2 separate regions of the Zea mays genome follow, and region 1 is linked to region 2. Evidence: chromatin contacts called from public Hi-C data. All regions are on one chromosome and are shown on one strand. Each heading gives the region's core, a stretch centred on a gene start, on an enhancer-like site or on the middle of the called end of the contact. The rest is flanking DNA. Distances are from core to core; before and after follow the strand shown. Region 1 has its middle 130 kb from the start of LOC103646939. Region 2 has its middle 110 kb from the start of LOC103646933.

Region 1 (5,060 bases), core at 2,031-4,530, 940 kb before region 2:
CTATAATAACGGGGCAAGCGGCTCCCTAATGCGATCCCAAAAACCATATGGAACTAGGAGAAAGAGTGGTTCCAAGTGGAGCTATCTGAATTGGGAGCTTTAGACTTAGTGCAGTTTATTGAAACTGAATTTTAGTGTATTTTGCTTGAAGATAAGAGAAGACGACCTTTGTTTTTCTAAGTTGGTGATTTTGTGTATCTGAAAGTTTCACCCATGAAAGGAGTAACTCATTTTGGCGTCAAGGGAAAGTTGGCACCACATTATGTTGGTCCTTTTAAGGTACTAGAGCAGTGCGGATCCATGGCTTACAAAGTGCAATTGTCTCAACATCTTTGAGCTGTACATAATATATTTCACGTGTCACAATTGAAGAAGTGCCTTCAAGTGCCCGACAGAGTAGTGGAGGTATCCGATGTTAATCTGGAGCCATATTTAACTTATTCTAAGCACCATATCAAAATTCTAGATTAGAAGGAAAGGATTACTCGTAGGAGGACCATCAAATTCTACAAAGTGCAATAGAATCAACATTCTGAGGATGAAGCTACATGGGAATCCAAAGGCTACCTAGATAGTCATTTTCCTAAATTTTTAGAATCCTATAAACCTTAGGTTTGTTGTAATCTATCACTAATGTACACCAACCGGGGCACCCACACCCCTGCCTTGTAAGAGAAATTAGGTAATAAACTTGTGACACGTTTCCTTTTCCATTACTTAGCCTAGAGCTTTAATCTTGGGACGAGATTCTTTTTAGAGTCGTGTTACTAGAACTAAAACTTGGCATGACATCATATGTGTTGGCATATTGTGTTGTAATACACCTAGAATGCATTCACTAGAATAAAAAACAATCTAAATTTGATGTGGTGGTCAGTGGAGATCAGAAAACCTAGTTTGAAAAACTTCAGTTGTAACCCCAAAAGTTGATTTTGTAACCTGACAAAATTTTGCCAAAAGTCAAAGTACCAAAGTTATAGAGTCTCCTAAACCAAAAAAGTTTTATGTGTGGAGATTTTCATGTTTTATAGCAAAAAGTGGAGAAAAACTCACAATTTAGTTTTGACCTAGGGTTTGGATTTCTGAGAATATTATCAGCTAGCTCTATTTGGACCTTTGTAACTTTTGATCTATGGATGTTTGGAAGATCATCACTGTAGAAAATATGTAGAGCTACACTAGGTGCACAAATTTGATTAAGTTACTCAGCCCTAAAACCATATGGAACTGTTTGTAAACGTTCCTCAAAAGTGGAATATTTAATTCTGAGACTTAGACTTAATAAAATAATCAGCACTGCAGTTTTTGCAGTCCGAAGCAAATTTGGAAGCCTGTTAGTGGCAAATCTATACAGTTCTAGACTGAGGGAATTACAACAAAATGGAAGACCACGTGTTGGTTTGTAAATTGTCTTTAGGTGCATACCTTTGAAACTATTTGGAACTGGTAGAAACAGTGGTCCAAAATTGTAATGTTTAATTCTGGATTTTCAGACTGAGAAACCAGTCTGAACTTTGTGTTTTGGGGGGCAATTTTAGAGTTCTCTACTGCTCTATCCATGTGGTTATAGGTTATAGTCATTATAACAAATATGTAGTGTGACTATAGGAGAACGAACTTTGTCAGGTGGGATACCCCAAAAATCATATGGAACTAGGAGAAAGACTAGTTCCAAGTGGAGCTGTCTGAATTGGGATTTCCAGACAGTGTAGTTTACTGAAACTGAATTTTAGTGTATTTTGCTTGACTTCATAGCTCTTTTCTGGCAAATCCATAAAGTGTTGAACCAAGGTGTCTATATTGAATTGACCATAGAAAGATGAAAAAATTTCTTTAGGAGGATTGGGTTTGGTGCTGTAAAAACACTTGAGTTAAATGCCCCCAAACATTCACTGTCGGCCTATGCTTGAGACTGAATGTGAATCAGAAGTTGAAACTGAGTTTCAGAGAATTGTGATCAAGTTTGGAGTATCATAACTTGAGATCCAAACACTTTTGGCTCCAGAATTCTTTTAAGGAATTAAAGACCATATATAGGGTAACAAATTTCTTTAAGTAATCCTGAGCTAGTGCTACAATAAAATGGGAGTAAAATACCTCTAGGAAGGTGCTGTCAGTATACATAAACTTTGAGTTCCACGTATTTACCTCTAGAAGGGACTAAAACTTATCCACTGTCAGGGGGCTGTATTATTTGCTTGTTTTGTCAATGTCTCATTGATTTTCTATTCAGTGACTCGCTAGAGCTTGGGTCTTGCGTGGTGCTCATGCAGTGCAACTGCATGTCCACACTGTTGTAGCTGTTGACCGGTGTCCTCCTCGCCGTGATCCCATTTAAACCAGGCAGTGTCTACCTCGTTGCTCTGTGGGCGTAGGAACATAGTTCAGTAAAGCCCTACCTCTCTCCCCCCCGAATTTAGTCGAACTCGCCGTGTGCTAGTGCGTTCCATATTCCGATGCCTAAGGCCTTGTTCGTTTGCGTCGGATTGCACCTGGAATCGTTCCAGCTAATCAAACCAATCTTCCTCATCCAGCTCCGGGTGCTAGCCAGGTGTATTGCGCGCTGTCCTTGCCCTGACCGGTGACCACGCCATCGACATCTCGCCTCCACCGTGGTCAGCCAAGCATGGTTTACTTCTATGCTTTAAACTTAGTGTTCTAGTACTTGCATAGGGCAGTGAAGCTTATGGATCTGCTTGTTTTGTTTTTCTAGTAGCGAGTTGACCGGAACACCGCCGCGACGCCATTGATCTTTGCCGTGAGCCACTCCATCGTGTCGACCGTTCTGTTTGCGCTCTCCCTGGTCATGTTTGTGTGACTTGCTGGTCCTTCCCATGCCCTCCCCTTGAGCTCTACTGTGCCGGCCTCACCGGGATACCTCTCAACGGACCCAGTTGTTACTGGAACCGTGGTCATGGCATGGTGGTCTTGAAATCGCTTGTTCCTTGGGTCCAAGTGGGCCACCATCGTGGGGAACATATTTTAGCATAGGCTCGACTAGCGTCCTAGTTGTATTCCACTGTCCCAAGTCTTTGGCTCGTCGGAGGGGGATGGTGGGATTCGGGGATGTGGATTTGTGAATTGAATGGAAGATAAGGGTGTTTTGTGAAGTCCTATGACTCTCGGGAATAGTACGTCGGTTGGTTCTAGTTTTCGGGAAACCCTAGGGTGTTAGATGAAATGAATGGAAGACAAGGGTGTTTTGTGAAGTCCTATGACTCTGGGCGTCGGTTGGTTCTAGTTTTCGGAAAACCCTAGGGTGTTAGGTGTAAAAATGGGGCAACAGACACAGACTTCACGCGCGGGTGCAGGAATTCCTTCGTCGTTGGGCCAGAGCAGGCCACTATTGGCCCAAGTATTGTTCACTGTTTTCTATTGTTATTTTTGCTGCAGCTGGTAAAATCCACAAAAAATCATAGGAAAATAACGAAGTCTATAACAAGAGAATGCAGGATAGGACAAGACCATATAAGATAATAGAATGGGAACTTTTAAACAAGTAGTTTGCTCGCCTCTTCTAAAATGCCTATCAAGAACCGATGCTCAAGAATTAATGAAGGAAGTTCATTCTGACATATGTGGTTCTCATATTGGATCCGATACACTCTTGGGAAAAGATTTTCGATAGGGATTCTACTGGCCAAAGGCAGCTTCAGACGCAGTAGAATTATTCCAGAAACGTGACAATTACCAACGGTGCGCAAGGTAACCGAAACAATCTTCGTCTTTAACTCAATTAATTCAGCCAACATGGTCGTTACAAAGATGAGGCATGGATTTACTTGGCCCATTGCCACCATCACAAGGGAATTTAAGGCATGCTGTTGTAGTAGTCTAATACTTCTCCAAGTGGATCAAAGCTAAACCCTTGGCCATAATAACTTTGGCAACAATTCAGAAATTTTTCTGGCAAAACATCACCTGCCGCTTCGAAGTACCAAAGATTTTAACAGTCAACAATGGAATTCAATTTGATTCTGAAGCCTTTAAAAATTTCTATTACCAAGTGGGCACCAACATACATTTTGCATCAGTAAGACATCCATAGTCCAATGGTTTAGTTTAAAGGGAAAATAGCATCATTTTGGTGGGGGTAATGAGATCAATCTTCAATTTGTCAAAGGGAAGATGGCCATATGAGTTTGTTAAAGTAGTATGAAATCATAATACTTCAGTCTTGAGGTCCACAGGATTCACTTCTTTCAAACTATTATATGGAGATGAAGCTGTAACCCCAGAAGAAGCAAAAACAGGTTCAGCGTGAACTATGGCTTCAACCGATGATAAAGATAGCTAGAAAATTTCAAAAGATACCATAGAAGGGATCAGACTGCAAGCAATCGATCACATCAATGAATACCAAGCAAAAACAGTTAAACGACACGATAAAAAGGTCAAGTTAAAAAACATCGAGCCAGGTCATCTTGTGCTCTGAAGGGTAGCCAACCCAGAAACAGTGGAAAGTTACAAGTAAAATGGGAGGGTCCCTTCCTGGTCATATCTTCAGGTAGACCAGGGTCTTACAGATTGAAGGACATGGATGGAAATGAAGTTCCAAGATCATGGAACGCACATAAGCTTCGTCGATACTATGTATGATTAATCATGTAATTTTTCCATTTCTTTTATGGTTCCCTTTTTCCTTTCAAAAGGAGGAAATGTTTTAATGGGGCCATTATTGTAATTCACATGTTCTAGCCCAACATATGTAAGGGCAAATGCCCCACACGATGTAAAATGTAAATCTAAAGCTACACCATAGGGTGTAGATGAAAAAAAGAGAATGGAATTAGTGCACCTAGTAAAGGTGTTGAAGGTTCAAAAGTCATTCCTAAGGGAATGTAGAGTCATAGAAATCACCTATTAAAGGTAAAAATACTTTGAAGTCGTTTCTAGGGAATGCATAGTAAGAGAAAACCACCTAGTAAAGGTGAAAAGACTCGAAAGTCTCGAATTTTGTTTCTTACCTTCATCTTTATATCATATTATGCCCTCATTCATTTAGACATCATAGTTTCTTGGCATCATAACATCATGCATTTAAGCAAGGGAAAATTTCT
Region 2 (5,531 bases), core at 2,074-4,573:
GAGAGATGGTTGAACTTAGCAAGGTACTGCATCATAGAGACACCACCTTGCTTTAGACGAACAAAGTCTTCCAGCATCATTTGCAGAATACCATCTGGAATATAATGCTCCCTGAACGCTTGCTTAAACTCTACCCATGTAACGAGATGACCTTCAGGTTGAATAGCTATGAAGTTTGCCCACCATGTACTGGTGAAGCCTCGCAGTTGTTCAGTAGCAAACATCGGCTTCTGAGTCTCCATGCATCGGATCAATCCAAACTTTTGTTCCATCATGCGGATCCATTCATCTGCCTCCAAGGGTTCCTCTGCTTTAACAAAAACAGGGGGAACGAGTTTCCGAGAATTCCATGTAAGTAGTGTCTCGAGGGGCTTGGTTTTGGCCTCGGCCTCCTTGCAGATGGATTTGATTTCCCGTCATTTCCTAGAGAAACCGGGTATTGTCAGCCATAACATTAAGCAAGGCACCAATGCCCTCTGCCAAAGTTGGAGGTACAGGTGGTGGGATTGGGGTCTCCTCCCCACTACCCCGAGAAGCCCTGCCCCATCATGACCACAAGTCCTTGTCGACATCTAGAGAAGAAAATATACTTGATTATTACACAACCTTTGTTACATTATTCCAAGCTCGTACTTATTATACATACTCAAGCCGTACAACTCACTTTCCTTATTTAGACTACACAAGGAAACAACCTACTACTATACTAGACTAGTCCTCCACATTCTTGGTCGCTCCAGATCCGCTCCTAGCTTCAGAAGGGCGATCATCCACGATGTTCATAGAAGAAGGGGCTCCAAAGATGTCCAGCTCCCCATAGGGTCCTCCTTCACGTGCTCCTGCTGCGCCAGCTCCCATCTCTGCAACTTCTGGTGGCACGTTTGGATGTAACTGGTCATAGAACACATGCACCTCCTCGTGCAGGACATTGTTATACGCTTGCAGGTTTTCCAAGGCCATGCTCAGCTCTTCCACCAGGGCTCGGGTAGTCGCCTCATAATCCTAGGCTATGGATTGCAAATTCACAGCCCAGTCAATAGCTCGATCACGTTCTATGATTTCACTCTGCAAGCGCTCTACTTCTTCTGATAGCTCAACGATACGGCGACTAGCATGCATACGCTCCCTGCCTCCATGGCGCAACTCCACAGTTAGGTGCTCGACTCTAGCCTCCAAGTCTCCTATGGGACCATTCCTCCCACTACTGCTCCCCTCATGAAGAGAAGCCAACTGGTGACGGGGCACACCGTGAGGTCCAGTCACTTTCCGAAGGGTGGTATTCGTACATGCCATGTCTCTATAAGGGGGAAGAATACTTAGTATTGTTTAAACATGATGCATGCATGATCCTACAAACATGGAATCAACTACTCATTGATCCCAAGCTTCCTACATATAACCTAGTAATATGCACTCTTTTTCCTAACTTCTTTAAAAGGTAAGATGCTATAAGAAGGGATCAAGGTAAGGATGAAAGAATATTCAAAGGTAAGTAGTTTAAAACCTTTTGAAGCACTAAGTACTGTCTGAAGAAATGGGCATTGCTCTGATACCCTCTATCAAGGAACCTCCCAAGATATTAGGCCCACCTACAGATGTGCTTGTCCCGAAGACCTTAGAGAGTCATGCAGGTGCACCTAATGGCTCAACAGGTCCGGTTTCCTATATCTCCTTCACATTGCCCAAGAGCATTCATCCAATATCGCAAACATTACATACCATTGGAGTAAAAGCGGAAAGAGTTAAAATAACTTAATTTACATTCATAAGTACGATATAGAAAGAGTCATTAATACATAAACGGGTTCGAGTGCTTATACTTATTACATCACGCGAAGGCAAACACCTTCCATAAGTTTCTCTTATTTTTCTTCCACTTGCTTTGGGACGACCTTGGAGCAAAAGCAGCAAAATTCTACAGTTTCATTACCGACAACAACATGGGTTCGAAAACCCTGAGTATGGACTGTACTTTCGCAAGTCTTACCTGACTAAAAGAAAAGACTCTCAAGGATATGCTGACCTTTAGGAATCAAGGTAAGGTTTAGCAACAACCAATGACTCAGTTTGCACAAAGCTTACTAAAGTTGGTCCTTATGAATCCATTTCACTTGTCAGGTTAAGTAGTTACCTACATCTAGATTTCTTTCCTAATCTAGATCAAGCACTTGGCCTACACTAGCCATCTTTTATCACCTCTTGAGTTCACTTGTCACTACGGTGTAGGTCAGTGACCAAGTCTTCATGTCCGAGAAGTAACGGTGATCTGAATCGATTAATACCTAACTGGGGATCTCCAACCACATGACATATGTAGCACTTAACCCTTGCATATGTCAACTCTCACCAAGGTTTCTCAAGACCAGAATGGGTTCACGCCAACCGAGAGCACAGATACTCCACCGTCCGGCCTCTTGCCACGGATGGTACATGCTACTCTCGCCATCTCTCCACTCTCATTGTGTGATATCCTTTCTAGTATTGGTCCGGCCGAGGCAAAACTTACCCATGACAAGGCATGTGGCCAGTTAAAAGGTCCTCGATCATCAAGCCTACATTGGCTGGGTCCTTAAACGACTCTGACAGAGACACTACACCGAGACTTCCTTCTTATGCAAGTCACCCGCCCGATCTCATCTTTATCATTTATAGCCCAAAGTTTGGTACCTGACAGAAGTACTCTTTTCAGATGTTGAACCCATCACGGCCATGATGAATCCACCATCATAAGTCTTTTGTTTGTAAAAGTTCCCATCTAGTGTGAAGCATCACCTTTTTTTTCTAAAGCAAAGCTAAGCATCATAAAACTTGTTTGAATAAATCAGGTAACAAGGAATAGTATTCAATTTCTCAAGGAAGGTAAGTGTACTAAGTTAAATTTTTATTTACAAAACTACCTCTAATTCCTTTGGTATTGAAATGGTTACCCCATTAGACTGTTTACTGATTTTCTAGTCAAACAGTGTCCAAACAATTCAAACTTCACTCAAAGTTTATAATCAACATTTTAAGTTTACCCAAAAAAATTATGATTTTTGGGATTACTAAACTATTTCTATAATTCTGAAAAGCCCTATTTAAGTACCTTTAAATACTACATAATTTAGGATTTGAAATAAAAACCTTAGAATTATTTTTATTAAATACTACTTGATTTTAGGAGTCTACCAAAATTTGTTTCATATTTTTACCATTTGTCTACCATTTTATACAAATTTTTCAAGCTAGCAATAAAAAGAAAAGAATAAAACATGAATAGTATTGGGTCGAATTCAGCCCAACAGACCCAAGTCCACGCAGAAAACTGCGTGCACCCACGCCCGCACTGGCGGATTTGCGCTCAGACCCCTAGGCATTTGAAAAACCAATAAAGAATCCTTGGGAAGTATTCATATGTTTCACTAACAGCTACACAAATGTCCTCGTATTTCTATTTCTTCATGGCTCCAAGTCCCCGACGACGCTCCGGTCGAACACCTGGCTGGAGTCGCGAGTTCCCATCGCCGGCGACCTGTTCTGGCGGTAGCGAGTACACAAGCTCCATCTCTGAAGCTAGCCGAGCACATCCTATGGACTAATTTGACTAACTTGCCACTAACCCGTGTCTGTTCGCGACAATAGCGGAACAAGGACTCCAGCGAGCCCGTTCTAGGTTACACGAGCCAGTAGCATTCAATCAAATGATTCGAAAAGAATCAGTGATCTACTAAAGCTATGGTGCTTATGTGAATTTGGACAGAGAGAACCCGGAGTGGCCGGACGACGTGAGCAATGTCCACGGCGGTGTTCCCGGTGTTGACACGACGTTCTCAGAGCTATAGCGCGGTAGCGTTCAATTGACCGAGACTGGGAGAATCTAGGGGTCAAAGAGGTACTAAAAACGAGAACTAGAGGGACATGAACTGACCTGGGATAGGCTGGCCACGACGAGATGTCTTACGACTGCGTTCCGGCCGATTCTGGCGAAATCCAGAATTCACGAGCTATGGTTGATGATCTGAGGTGAGAAGTGGTGCGCTAGGTGCGTAACCAGAGGGCAGAGCAGGGAGGGCACTCAATTTAAAGGGATTGATCGCTTGCTTCGCAAATTTGGGAGGGAAGTTCCCACGACGGCGCTTAGATTTTTCACCGAGGTCAGTCGTCATGGCACGCAATGGCACAATGGCTCGGGAATGCTTACTTACTGCTTGCCACCGTCTTAGGTACGTGGTGAAATGGCCTATGGCATGACCAGGATCAATGGCAGCCACGACGTTGTTGGCCGCTCAGCCACGTTACGGAGCAAGTGAATCACGGATCATCGAGACGGTGCCAGAGACCACATTCACCTCCCCCCGATCTTTTCACCCCCAATGTTTATCTACGTCGAGCTCAGCATGATCTTTACCGGCGAGCGCGAATCACGACGTGGGATCGACGGTGAGGCGCACTGCGTCTGTGATCTTTTTTCGGTATTGTACCATGCCATCACTCGTTCACCAGTCTGACAGAGCAAGTTTGAGGGCAATTTTCTTCCATTTCCCAATTGCAACATACCCCTCTATATTCAGCAAAGTTGTTTTCCTATATAACATCTTCAACTTTGTCACAGGAATCATGGGCTTAACCTCACTAGATCATCCTAAATTTGACTCCAAAGTTAGACCAGTGCCACTGTCAGTCTAGGTGCAGAGTATCCCTTCGACTGACAGCCCGACTTTGGGAACATTTTACACTAGGTTCCATATGGTTTTTGGGCTAAGTCACTTAATCAAATTTGTACTACTATAGTAGTTGTTGGTCACTTGTTTTTTATTACTGAATCATAAAACAAGGCAACACAATTGTTAAACGTTAAGGACTTTCGTCCTTCAAAGGATTATCTCCTTTCGGGCATAATGGGTCTTGGACGAAGGTCACGAAGAACAAGTCTTCATCATCCATGAATATAAAAATATAGTTACATATGTAACATTATGCTGATTATTCATTTCATATCAAATGTTAAACAACATTAGGATCCATCTTATATATTGACAAAGTGATACATAATGTACACTATGTTTGTACCTTCGGCTTGCTCGAAGGCGAAATCGTGAATGCAATTCCAATCCAGCGTGAATAGTAGGGGGTATTGTTCATCTATTTATAGACAGTCGTACTGCTTCGTATGATATTACATTCATGTCACCATAGATTACACACGGAGTTTACAAATATCATAGGGATAATATTGTCATTGGCACCTAGCAATTTCAATTAGACATTCTCCTTGCATTGCCTTCCTACGTCAACGTAACGAAGCTTGCTTCGTTGCACTTCCATTGTTCTGCGTCAAAGCTTTTCTGGTAACGAAGCTCTTGTAACACTTAGTAACATGTTGATAACATATGGTTACTCATGTTTTTGAGGACCTTTGGAAGACGAAGGCCCCCAATAGTAGACCCTCGCAGTATTAGATTGTTTCTTTGTAACAAATTCAGACTGCGAAACAAGCAAATGCATTTAGCCAAAGGTCCGAAAAAGCACCTTCCCTTCGCTAGGATAGTGAA

What was found. Hi-C and Micro-C count contacts between places; a contact is called where the count stands out from the background.
Region 1: a contact with region 2 is called in a Hi-C map of leaf, with 3 times the contacts expected there. The contact joins two enhancer-like sites. A contact is called at or near these places in 7 of 25 Hi-C or Micro-C datasets (bundle sheath, ear, leaf and 2 more).

The regions. Positions count from the first base shown.
Region 1 is chr2:128,025,276-128,030,335 of Zm-B73-REFERENCE-NAM-5.0, reverse strand. No RefSeq gene overlaps it. Among protein-coding and RNA genes, the nearest start is that of LOC103646939, 130 kb to the left of the region's middle. Within about 2 kb of position 3,280, at least 16 of the 20 cell types and tissues checked have an H3K27ac peak or open chromatin away from gene starts, as enhancers often do. A contact at or near this core is called in ear and leaf, where this site is marked.
Region 2 is chr2:127,087,718-127,093,248 of Zm-B73-REFERENCE-NAM-5.0, reverse strand. No RefSeq gene overlaps it. Among protein-coding and RNA genes, the nearest start is that of LOC103646933, 110 kb to the right of the region's middle. Within about 2 kb of position 3,323, at least 6 of the 20 cell types and tissues checked have an H3K27ac peak or open chromatin away from gene starts, as enhancers often do. A contact at or near this core is called in ear and leaf, where this site is marked.